2 separate regions of the Xenopus laevis genome follow, and region 2 is linked to region 1. The links are chromatin contacts, called in public Hi-C maps. All regions are on one chromosome and are shown on one strand. Each heading gives the region's core, a stretch centred on a gene start, on an enhancer-like site or on the middle of the called end of the contact. The rest is flanking DNA. Distances are from core to core; before and after follow the strand shown.

Region 1 (6,449 bases), core at 2,024-4,523:
CAGTTGCAGGGAGTCGTTTACTTACTTTACATGCATTCTCTCTCGCTGGCTCACACCATGGTCAAATAATGTGCTTGTGTGTTGCAAATGGACCTAGAGCGGATTCTGGCTTGCATATCACGCACATTTTATGCTCGGTGCTCCTAGACTGCAGATTTTTCTGAGTTGGCATGTAAAAGTATCCAGGGTAATAGTACGTATGCGTAGTGCTTGTGATTTATTTTGAAACCAACTTTCGTTCTTCATAAGCACAGATGGAATAAAGGAACAATTACTCCAAATATTTAAAGGGGTACAATGTAAACAACTATATAGTTATAACTGGGTAGACCTACACTGCTACTCACAATAGCTTTACCCACAAGCTGACCTATTACTTACAGCCTGACACAAAACTTAGAAATGACATGATCTATTCTGAAGGCAAATGGAGGGCTGCAGGGGAGGCGGAGAGATGCTTGAGAAAAGTATAGTAAAATATTCTAACAGACCCCCGTGACTTAATGACCCAAGACCTACACCCTATCTGCACCCAAATCTAACTATCTGCTACCTGCCTAAAGGCACCCACTGGTATCTTACTCACTGCAGGGCTCTACAATACAAAGTGTGCTACCACATGAGCTAACTTAACACCCATAGATTTGCTTGCATACTTACAGACAAAATGCATGACAATAATATCTGTATAACAGAAAATATTTGAGTCTAGAAATTGGCAAATTAAATTTCCTGTAGGATGCTGTGTAAAGGTTTTTTTTCTTTTTAACAAAAACATTCATTCATTATGGATATTTTTAGGGCCAGGTTTACTACTGTAAAATATATTTGTTCTTATATCAAGTAATGAATCTATGAATCTATCTATATAATCAATCTATCTATTATCTATCCAACTTTGTAATCTACATTCAGTCTTAGAAGGGCACTGATGCTGAAAAGGCAGCTTATTTCTAATGAGTGGGACATATTCCAAATGAGTGTGACTTGACAGGAATGTTATACTGCTCCCTTGTCAGCCCTAAAGTGTATGTGAAAGTGGGAAAAGAAAGGAGCAGCTTCCAGCCTTCCAAAGCCTTTATATGTCCCAGACTACATACTTCATTCCTTAACCCTTTAAGTACTTAAATGGCACAACGACAGCAGATTGGCACAACAGCCTTTAATGAACCACTGAGTATAATGTGTTTCCAAAACCAGTGAAATGAATGTGTAACATTAGCTACAGAAGAGTTAAACATTTGGTACATATGAAGTGCTTTCAATTCTGTTTAGCCTGACAGAAAGACAAAATCTCTTCATATAAAAAAGGCAGACTTACTTGCACCTGTTCTTGTGATCTGCTGGCATCTCTTTTGGACAGAGCAACTAAAGAGTTAACAAAGTCTGGAAGAGCCACACCCGGCTCCCCTCACCCCAGATAACCGCAAAGAGGGAGGGCAGGGGGTGGGAAATCAAGAGGTGAGGGACAGGGCGTATAAAAAGGCAGCCAACTAGTTATTATATAGAGACAATCTTGTTATTTTGCAGGATATTGGCTGATGGAGATATAGCTTGTGATAGTTGTGTATTTGTGGAGGAATAGATATGTGCTAATATTACAAGCACTTTATGCAGAATTAGTAAATAGTATATGGCATAGAGCTTACTTTGCTCACCGCATGTGTAATAATTTAGGAAAAAAGGAAAACACATTCTGTGTTTATAAAATTGTTAATTTTATGTGTAAGAAGCATGTGTGGTGGATTTGGGATGAGGATGGTGTAAAACTGTAAATTTAGCATATACAATTCTTTATTATGGAGGGCAATTTAATAAGAATGGGCTACAAAAATACCAATACATATATTCCTATTAGACATGAATGCTTCTGCTATAAATATTACTGCTAAAGCTGCAAATATTGTGTAGGTGCCAAATGTGCCATTGTATCGCGTGGCACGCCTGAACATACAAAAAAATGCTGATGTAATTATGCTATTGCCTTAAAATATGTTACCACCAATGAGCTCTTAGAACAACACAATGTTACATAACACTACTGCGGCCCTCATGCCAACCTTGGTATAATGCCACAGGCTTGACCCTATGTCTGGAGTTATACAGCAGAAAGTACCATAGAGTGTAGTGGATTCAGATGGAATCTGAATATGTGAAAATATGTGTGGTATGTGTATATGTCGTGGACATACATTTGTCTCTCTACTAGGCAATTATAGATAGCAGTTGATACCATTGATGCAGAAACATCCAGTCTATTACTACCTCCGCTTCATCGTAGGAAACTCCATCTCCTAGCATGATGGGCAGGGGTGTAACTTCAGAGCAAGCAGACCCTGCGGCTGCACGGGGCCCAGGAGGTACCAACATATATTGGTAAAAAAGGACAACTTTTAGTTATGTTGAGGGCCCCAAAATTAATTTGCTGTGGGGCCCAGTTAAATCTAGTTAAGCCACTGATGATGTGAGTAGTAGTTCATCCAAAGCTGGTCACTGGCTAGCCTTACCTGTATTTAATACTGGGATATATTGATGATGTATATTGATGCTGTTCACCCCATGGGCAGCAGCAGCATTGTAGTAGGGGCCAAGGCCAGTGCATTACTATATGTTTGATGAGTGAGGCGGATGAGGCAGGCACCCTCCCCCCCTATAATATCCATAAGAGACCGTTAACCCCTCCTCCCCCGGCAAGGCGCCGGTACCCTGCAAGTGTGGCTATGATAAAGGGGAGGAGGTACATATAGGAGGACAGCGCACAACGCACTAAGGGGAGGAGTGTGTCTCCTTGTTGATTGTGTAATTAAATAATAATAATAATAAAAAAATCTCAAGTCTGATTTGGAAAGCTGAAACGGTGCAGAGGGTGTAACCGGTGCTGTGTGCCTGCGAGCTGTAGAGAGGGAGAGAGCGGCAGAGAGAGAGGGAGTGAGTGAGAGAGGAGAGAGCTAATGCGAGACTTGCAGCAGCAGCAGCAGCACATGCTTATTGGGAGCTATAGATAATGCATCATCCCATCACTCCTTTTATTATCGATACGATATAAAGAGCCTGCACAAGCGCACAATACTGACTGCTGAGAGCCGGCCAAGTGGAGCCTTCATCCCACCCCAATTACTCATCGTCTTCTTCTTCTTCTTCTCCTTCCTGGGAAGTTTGCAGGATCGCACGAGTAGCGGCTGCAGCTCGGGGAACAGCGCTTTGCCCATGAAAGCGAGAGAGAGGGCGGGCACGCCAGCATAGAGGCGCGTTGCGGTGCCACCTTAAGAGTGCCAGTCCGAGCGTGCAGGGGAAACACTCAGCCGGCCTTTGCATAAGCCGGGCGGATTTAAGGAAGACCGGCGGACGGACAGAGAGAGAGCATTTCCCTATTTAGCCCTAATGTACCATGAATAGGTGAACTTTCTTTTGGATGCTTTTCGAGGGATCGCACCAAGCCAAGCCATGATGTATTCTCCTATCTGCCTGACTCAGGTACGAGCAGGGCTTCTGCCGGTGGGTTACTCTCAGGGCCACTTCCATCCTTCCCCGTGTCTAGCGGCAGCGATAAGGGCGCCGCACCCCCGCCACTAGCAGGTGGGAGCTGCCGCCTAACTTTGGCGTAGGCACCTAACTTTGTGTTTAAGGGGGGACTGCTACTCTTTCAGTCTCGCGTGCTCCGTAGTGGGCAGCAGCACGGCCGCGCATCCCTTTACAGATAGCCTCAAGTTAATCACTCGTAGTACATCCCCAGAAGCTAGAGGGGCCCCGGTCGCCTGTGTAGGAATAAAGGCTCCCCGAGCCGTGCAGGTGTGATTATGCCTGACGTACACTTCATAGCACTCCTCCGCTATTCCTCTTTGCTTGGAGTTTCCTGCCAGTTCTCTTGTGTATTTTCTCATTCCTATAACATCGTTGTTTCCATGCTCTGTGGCAAAAATTAGGAGCAGTTTTGTATACATATTTTTTTATCTCTTGCAGAAAACGGTGTCACTCATTAAGGCTCCCTCCCTCCCAACCTATCTCGGAGACACTAGTATTTTATCGAATGTCTATGGCAGCCCATTGCTACAGGAGACGTTAGAAGAACGTTTCCCCGCACCGTTCTCCCCAGTGGTAGGTCCCGAGTTGCTTGGTATCTGGGGGAACGTTCCATTTGCACAGAGCGTGGGGGTCAGGGTCCTATGATGGGGGGCGGCGGGGGGGGGGGGGGGTATTGATACGGGCCCTGGCGTTCCTAGGACGTTCTAGTGGATAGCGAAAGAATGTTGTTGTACTGTACCGTCTCGCGGGCTCCTAGCACTGAAATAGTTTACAGTTCATTATGACAAATAAGAATATATATATATATATATATATATATATATATATATATATATATATATATATATATATATATATATATATATATATATATATATATATATATATAGATATACATATATATATATCAGCCTCAATGCTGCATGCAGTCTCTTATGGATCTGTAACGATTTACTTCTATTTTGGCACTGCTTGTGCTCAAAGGGAAAATACGTGCACTGCGGGGCACATATTGTCAACCTGTGGCTCTCTCTTGTATCTGACACTTTCTCCCAAACCTTTGCAAACCCAGGGAAGACTTGCAGGGAGTAGTAGCTAAATAACAGCAAAAGCAGCAGGTCGAAGATCCCTATTTAGTGCTTTGCACTGATTTATGATCCCCCTAAAAGCACATTGGCCATTATGTATCAAATAGACATTAGCATTTAAGTTAGACAGATTGTATTTAATGATGCACTCTGTCAGCGTTTCTTTTCTTCTTTTTTTATTACTATTTCACCATGACAGCGAAAAAAAACGTAATACTTAACGGCCATTGTACAAGATCAGCAGATAAAAAATATACAAAGAAAAGTTGGTTGTTTAAGCAACAGGGAAAGCAATTTAAAATCTTCTATAACATTGGAAACATAACGATGCATTTCCTCTAAAACAGAACAATATACTAAATAGTAAGAATGTAATTGTATTATTTTCACGTTTGCCTACCCACTGGCATGCAAGATGGGATCTTTTTTTAAAACGAACACTACATTTTTTGCTTTTTCTTTCTGGCAAGGGGGCAGATTTAGATTTTTTTTTTCTTAGTAACAAGAATAAATGAATAATTTTTTTCCCGATTCCCGGTTCATGGACAGTTAATAAAAAAATATCCCTGAAAATCTTTTCCCTCCTGTTTGCAAAGACATTCAGATGTATGTTACTTTAATTCACTTTTCAAGAACATTCAGGCTTTTTTTTTTTACATTGTATGGTCAAATTAAAGCCAGTGTTATCGGAACAAAGTAACACACTTAGGTAACGCAGACTAATATGCTTATTGGGAAAGGATGGCAATTTTCTCTTACTATGTGCTATTAGAATAATTGCCTATTAAACATACGCATCCCCAAGAATTAGAATTTTTGGAAAGACGCACAAGCGCCCTGGGGGAAAAACATATTTCTTAACACAGATCACACGTCTCTAACTTTTTCTTATAATATCAAGTTGATAAAATATATTTACTTTAAAAGCAGGACATGCTTGCTCAGACAAGAGCTGAGCCATTTGCTGAAATGTGCAAGTAATGAACATTTAAATGGTTTCACAATTAGAACCCATTGCTCTTCAATAGGACTGAGGCTTTCCCAAATTGTGAATGAAGATGAAAACAATGATAAGACTTATTCAGTGATTGGACGCAGCCGTGTCGTTTTTTTGGCTGACACTTTTTTGTACTGTTTATATTTTGCTTGGCATGGGAGTCTGAGTGACTTAGATGTATTTTAATAATGGAGACTCAGGATTCATGTTTTGTTTTTTTAAAGTTTTACAGGGTCATACATTATAACTTTTTTATTTTTCTACCACCCAAATCTTCATTTTCAGTGTAGTCCTTTTTTTCAATGTTTTCATTTTGTCTTAATAAAAAGATAATGCAGCTTGGATATATTCACCAATATCAATTCTAAATATATCTATAGAGGTGTGCCTATGATCCAATGGTGCTCCTTCCCTGGCACAAAACATACAAAATATTTATACATATGTATATCTATAACTATATATCTAGTGTATATACATATACATATATAAGCACACACATCTATGTATATATGTTTATATATAATATGAATTGCTAGTAAAAATTTTGAATACCACCCAGTGTTTAATATGCGCAGTATAGGAATGTGTGTGCTAGAGAGCCCAGACTTAAATATTTTAATTGGTAATTTATTCACAGATTCTGATATAGGTTGAGAGAAGAAAAGTATATGCTTCCTTTAGTAGGGGACTCTAATTATTTGTTTATGATTTGTGTAAAAAAATGTTGTTGCTGCATAAATTAAAAAAAACATTAATTTACGACAGGATTAGGACATGCTTGTCTACAGAAGTGTCAGACAGAGTGATATCTGGTAGAGTTCTTTAGTTAAGTGTATGCA
Region 2 (6,449 bases), core at 2,561-5,060, 59 kb after region 1:
GAATACACTTTAACACTGTATGGTATATAATCATAGTCATACTGTCTAATGCTTTCAATCTTTTTTGCCATGTAAGGGCTCAGTTATTTACTATACAACATGCTTGAGGACAGGGTTATAATGAAATGAAATGAAAATACATGAAGTCCCGGGGCCAGCATTTTGTCTAGACTGAGCCAGCCCCCCCCCGCAAAAAAAATCTGTGGAGGGGCCCAGCGTAATTTAAACTGCTACCTGCCTGAGCTTGCAGCCACCTGCCCTCCCTCTTGTGTCACTGGCTCTCCACCACTCGTAATGCAGCCGAGACCTTGTGGTCCAGGCCCCCCTGTTCCCCGGGCCCTCCAGTGGAGTCTACTTACTTCTACACCACTGCATTGGGCTGACTAGATGTCCTTAAAACAAAATAGAAGGCCACATCTAACCGACAGGCCATAAGTTGTATTACCCTACGGAATATGTTAGAGAAACTATCACATAAATTTAGATTTCTATATAACTTAACTTGTTGCACCTGCTTAAATAGAATGATATTGTGTTCAGTTACCAAAGAGATCTGGTGTGCATCTCATCTTTTAGTTAAACTAATGCCAATCAATGCAATTTCGGTGTCAGGTCAGCTAACAATAATTTCCAAAAAAATTGCTGCTTTAAAGTAGTGTTTGCATTTAACCCCAAATCTCCATAGATCATAAATAAAGTTTTCTTTTAAACAGCGACCCTGTGGTAGCAGAGGATTATTAGAGTTGTTTTACAACAGCTGACGGGCTAAGGTCTGGCTTTAGTGCGGTAGAATGAAGGGTAGCAGGTAAACACCCCCTTTAGGAATGTTCTCCATTTCAATAATTCAATTATATGATTCACATTCCATGATATTTTTAAAGCACTGTGTGTAACACTTTCTAAAGTTAAAATGTTAACCACATGGAGCAACCAGGGATGGAAATGATTCATTTTGGATTTCCTCTCTCATGACGCAGAAAGTACTACTTGTCCGCAGGCCCTGTTAAAAAACCAAGGCTGAACCAGTGATAAAATGCTGCTCGCAATAATTTACTGCATAGTCACGATGAAAGATGCCAGATGAACTGCCTCTTCTAGCAGCATCCACTCAAATACCCAATAACAGCCAAACCACAAGCCTGCTTCTTGACAGTGAAAGTGTGTGTCACTCCAACTGGGACATTCCTGTGAAGATATGTTCTTTTTATGTGTGTTTTTTAATAAAGTCTGGGCATGATAGCAAAGATAAAATAGCTCCAGCCATAAATTTATAATTGCAAGTATTCTACATGAATTAAAAGGTAACTTCATGAGCAAAAATGAAATGGATATGACATGTAGGGAACTTTACTCAGCTGCATGTAAAACACAGTGATTATATAAAAACTAGACCCATTTAGGACTTGTACAACATGGACTTTTATGATATTGTTATCTAAATTTTACAAAGTAAAACACATACAGTATATAATGAGGATGCACATATGAGTATTAGAGTGGTGTCTTCTGTGTTGTGTTTTACAGGCACAGCATTCACTGGGGCTCATTTATCAACACTGGGCAAATTTGCCATGGGCAGTTACCTATAGCAACCAATCAGTGATTCGCTTTTTAAAGCCAGTTGCAAGTAGAACAATGAATGCAGCAATTTGATTGGTTGCCATGGGTTACTGCCCATGGGCAAATTTGCCCAGTGTAGATAAATGACCCCTACAGTGTTTTCTTAGTTTAACACAGTGATGCCCAACAGGTGACCTTGGTGCAGTATGCAGCCTCTTTATGCTCCGTTGCACCTTCCAAGGGTCCTTTTAGGATGCACATACAGCATACAAAAAGGACTGAGGCCCCTTTCTATATGCATGTTGCCCCCCCCCCCACTGGCTTAGTGCATTATAAACTTGATTGTATTTCAGTTAAGTTATAGTTAAGATTTTACTGCAACTTCCAGCTTTCATTTTTAGCCCTCATATAAACAAATCTATGTACAGGAATTTTTCTCTTAATGATCATTTTCCTGTAATTTACAACACATTTACTCTGGTACAATGAAAAAGGTTGAAGGTTTCTAGTGTAATCTGAGATACAGTTTAAAAGTTTCTTATGCATGCCTTAAAACATGTTTGGTTTAAGGGGAACCAGTGAAAATGTAGCAAATATAATGGAAAAGGTGAGGCAAAATCTGTGTGTATGTTAGGTAACTGTAAATAGTGGCACTAGTATACACTTTCCCATATACTTCAGTGGCCTTTAAAGTTAGAGGTCACAAAGCAAAAGGGAGAACACGAGAACAGAAAAGTACCTGTAGCAATGTGGAAACCTAAAGGCCAAATAAGCTCAGCAGAATGATAATAATGTAAAAATGTAGCATCAGTGTTCCCCTTCCAAACACTGCTTTTGGTTTATTTGAGATCCAAAGAACTCAGTAGCCTTTTGCAACAATGCCATTGTGTGTTTTTAATGCATTCTCCACCTAGTGGCAGAATACAGAATATATTGAATATTAATATATTTAAACGTTATGGCTTTGGTTTAAAATATATACATATATAAAAATGACATTTATAATATAAAGCAAATGATTAATTTAAACAAGGCATGAGTCATTGTTCTAAAAGTGGATTATGTTTTTTATATTGTTTGGGGTGGGGGGGGGAAATCAAGTGGTAAAGTGTTCACTTTGAGGTAGAGGCAGAACTTTGAATCTGAATCTGAAATAATTCCAAAGAAAAAAGGAGAAGTATGGAAAATGTTCATTTATGTGGCCATTCAGTTTTTTTAATAGCTGGCAGCAAAATGGGTGGAATTTGTTCTAGATAAAGTATCCTATAAAGGTAGGGAAACAAGTTAAGCTTTACAACAACTAATTGTTTTTAAACCTGTTTATGAAAATGTAAAAAAAAGTTGTGGTTGTTTTACATTTTATATCAGTATAAAGTTTTTTTTCTATTTTTGGCTTGAAGAAAATAATTGCTTTATGTTGGAATGTGTGTATTACAACATTTAATGCAAGAGTCTTTCAGTTGTTCTTTTATAATTCTAAGTAGTGAGCCTACTCGCTGCACAGGGAAGCTGCAACTTTAATCCCTCCTGAACACATAAATGTCATTACTTTTGGTTTAGTGGATATGCCAAACAATATTTTTCCTTGTTCTCTTTGCAAACATCCGTTCTACCAGAGCTGACCTTTTGAACAAGTATTAAATGAAATGGCACCATACACTGATACCCTCAGAAACGGCTTTGAGAGTCAAGCATTATTCATATCAAAGTAGCAAAACAAAATGTACTAGGTTAAACAAATAGCCTTAAATGTGAATACAGACTTAAATAACTCATAATTAATTGCATTACTGGTTTAAAGAAAATATGGTAGTGAATTTGTATTCAGAATAATATCTTTGCTTTTTGTTTTGGTTATCAATCTAAATTTTCTGTTTGCCAGGTATCCCCTCACAGATTTTACACATGGATTTTATTTGTAATATTATGCATGAATTATTGCACAAGTGTCACTGTCCATTGGAAAATGTTTTCCCATGACAGAATCCTTTTAAGGAGATTTGTCATACCTTGTAATGAGACTTAAACAGCATGAAGGACTCCATAAACATGTGACTGAGGCCTTAGAATAGATGTTTTGGCCCTCTAGTCACCCTTTGTTACATTTCAGCTCATGGAGATCCCAAGATTTATTGCTGCTGCTGATCAGTATTGTTGTGTCAGATATTCGTCTGGTTAAGCTCAATGTTGACTACCAGAGAGTGAAAGAGGCACAGGACAGATATTGCTTACAGGCATGGCTACAGGGAACCCCCTTGATCAGCTGCTTGGGGCACCCCCTAAAGCAACTTATGGAAGCTTTTGACAAGTCATTAGTTCTTTCAAATGCAGAAACACCATTATTCTCCCTGGGGTGTGACAGAGTTTCTTTAAGAGAGATCTTGCCTGAAGGATTAGAGGAATGAATTGTGGTCAGAAGCAGGAACAGAACTCATAGTTATAATAATAGACTGGTAGTTAACATTTCCCAGGAATCTTAAGTAAAGCATTGTGAAATACAGCATTATAGGAAAAAAAAGTCAGAGTCATAAATTAACAGATTTGAAAATTGTGTAGAATAGAGGTTTTCAGCCAGTGGCATGGAAATTTTAAAGCAGCAAATGCTTATCTGCTCTTCTGAATGCCCTTGAAACACTAAAGCAGGGTGACTGTGCCGTGTTATAATCCAAAATTTGAACAGAGGGGGCCTCAAAGCAAAAACACCTGTTGTTCATTTTTGTATGAGTTGTTTGATTTATTAGAGTGCTGTCAGATTTCCACTTGGGCCCATATTATACTTACTTCATTATGGACATTAATAGAGGTAGTAGGGTGGTGCTTATGGTTGTCTGCCTTCCTGAGACATCATTCTTTTTGCTCTCTGTTTCAAAAGAAAATCTAATCAAGGGAATTACTAGTAAGTTTGAGTGCAGTGCAGTATTTAAAATTTTGCCCTGACTGTAACCCAATATGCTGAGACTGTTAAGCTGGTCATAGACGCAAAGATCCGATTGTACGAATTGAGGATTCGTGCGATTTTCAGACCGTGTGTGGAGAGTCCCGACATTTTTCATCAGGCGGAGATCGGTCGTTTGGTCGATCGGACAGGTTAGAAAATTTCTGTCGGCTGACGATAATATCTCTGCGTGTATTGCCGATGGTACGATTTTCAGTTGGAGATTGTCACTAGCTTTGTCGGACGATTGCATCGGCTTATCTGTTCTTTAACTACTTTATTTGATCTGAATGGTAAGACTTTGATCTGAATGGTAAGTGGCAGGTCGGGAGATGGGAAAGTCCGATCCTACGTTGATTCATACGATCGGATCTTTGCTTCTGTGGCCAGCTTTACTTTAACATGGCTAATAATTAGCTTTCTGTTTTGACCCACACGGTCAGGAAGTTTTCCTGGTATCATTGTGGGTCAGATATGGGAGAGTGATGTCCATTCTGGGATTTACACTTAAGCTAATGTCCCACAAGACTTAAACAGCCTATCCGAGCACCCGTCCGCTTGTTGCGTTATGTGCACTGAGTGCATTAAGGAGAAACACCCATATACTAATACATGTAGTACAGGGGATAATATCCTTAATACAAACTATAATTCTTCTTTAGCTGTTGCTTAGTGTCTTTACATAGTAACACCAACTGCTTCTGTAATCCATATAATTTATAACAGAAGAAACATCTAAAATATAACAGCAATATGCACAGTAACATATGGCTTAGTACAGTGAAAAATCTCCAACACTTCTTTATATGACTGAGCTTTTTTCACACATTTATCTGTTTAAGATAAGTGCTTTAATGTCCGATAAAGACGTGGTTGGTAAAGTAAAGCAACTGTTTGATATTTTTCAAGATAACTTTGGTCACACATTGACATGTAAGATGTAAGAAAAATAAAGGCTTTCTGTAGTAAATTATATATGCTGATGTTAAGCTAATTATTAATAGAATCATAAAGTAACTGTAAGCACCCCTATATTATATATAATAGTTTCTATTCTATACATTCATATGTATACATAACAACCTTTAATTTGTACTTTTGTCATTTAAAATTGGGAAGTCTTGCAATAACCCCTGTTTTGTGAAAGTTATGTGCCTTTGTCACGGACCCTTCTTGACGTTTCTGTTCAGTATAGCAGTAATAAAAACTGTATGTTTATGATGTGCCTGGGTATGTATTTTAGTGCTATACAGCAGGTTGTCTGCTTTGGTATGAACTGATTTATCCATTGCTTATATAATTTACAGGACCTTAGGTAGCTTTCTACTGGCTACAATCCATTCAGGTCTTCCTATATGACTATAGAATGCAATAACGGGCCAAGCGATCCTCCAAAGGGATACATCTGCAATACAGCGAATAACAAAATAGAGAGTGAACAGATGGTCATATAAAACAGAATGTGAAAAATATAGCAGATTAATGCAAATTTGTAAGGCAACATTAAGGAGAAACACTCAGCTAGATGTTATGCAGCACTATTAAAAAAAAAGTGATAAAGTGCCTCTCTCTAAATAGAAACCCTTATGATTAAAGCTGCACTATGGGTTTTTTCTCTTTACAGCCTTATCATTGAAAAAGAGCATCTTGACTGACTAGTTTTACCTGATCCAAAGCAAGTATATTTGCTGCTTATCTGATTTCTGAGTTAGAAGAGGTCATTGCTGGTCATCCTGTCAAGTTTATTTTGGATTATCTACCTCTTGTGCCCTTTATATCCTGTACTTTTAAATACTATTTGTACCCTCCCACCCAATCCTGCCTGGACTGGTATGGTTACAGTGCTATCACATGCTAAATTATACAGTAATGTTTTATCCAATATGCTCTTAAATAAACACTGATGATAGCATATTTTTATCCTTTATGTAGCATTCACAGATAATGAAGAACT

The links. A called contact is a pair of places that touch in the nucleus more often than the background predicts.
Region 2: a contact with region 1 is called in a Hi-C map of the XL177 cell line, with 2.7 times the contacts expected there. The contact joins the enhancer-like site here to the promoter of nfib.L in region 1. A contact is called at or near these places in 2 of 4 Hi-C or Micro-C datasets (the XL177 cell line and the XTC cell line).

What each region holds. Positions count from the first base shown.
Region 1 is chr1L:134,509,222-134,515,670 of Xenopus_laevis_v10.1, forward strand. It overlaps nfib.L (nuclear factor I B L homeolog), which reads left to right and starts at 3,274. Exons shown (of 12, transcript NM_001095703.1): 1 at 3,274-3,474; 2 at 3,961-4,095. The coding sequence starts at 3,445.
Region 2 is chr1L:134,567,896-134,574,344 of Xenopus_laevis_v10.1, forward strand. All of the region lies in intron 3 of nfib.L (nuclear factor I B L homeolog), which reads left to right. Among protein-coding and RNA genes, the nearest start is that of nfib.L, 59 kb to the left of the region's middle. Within about 2 kb of position 3,811, at least 1 of the 7 cell types and tissues checked has an H3K27ac peak or open chromatin away from gene starts, as enhancers often do.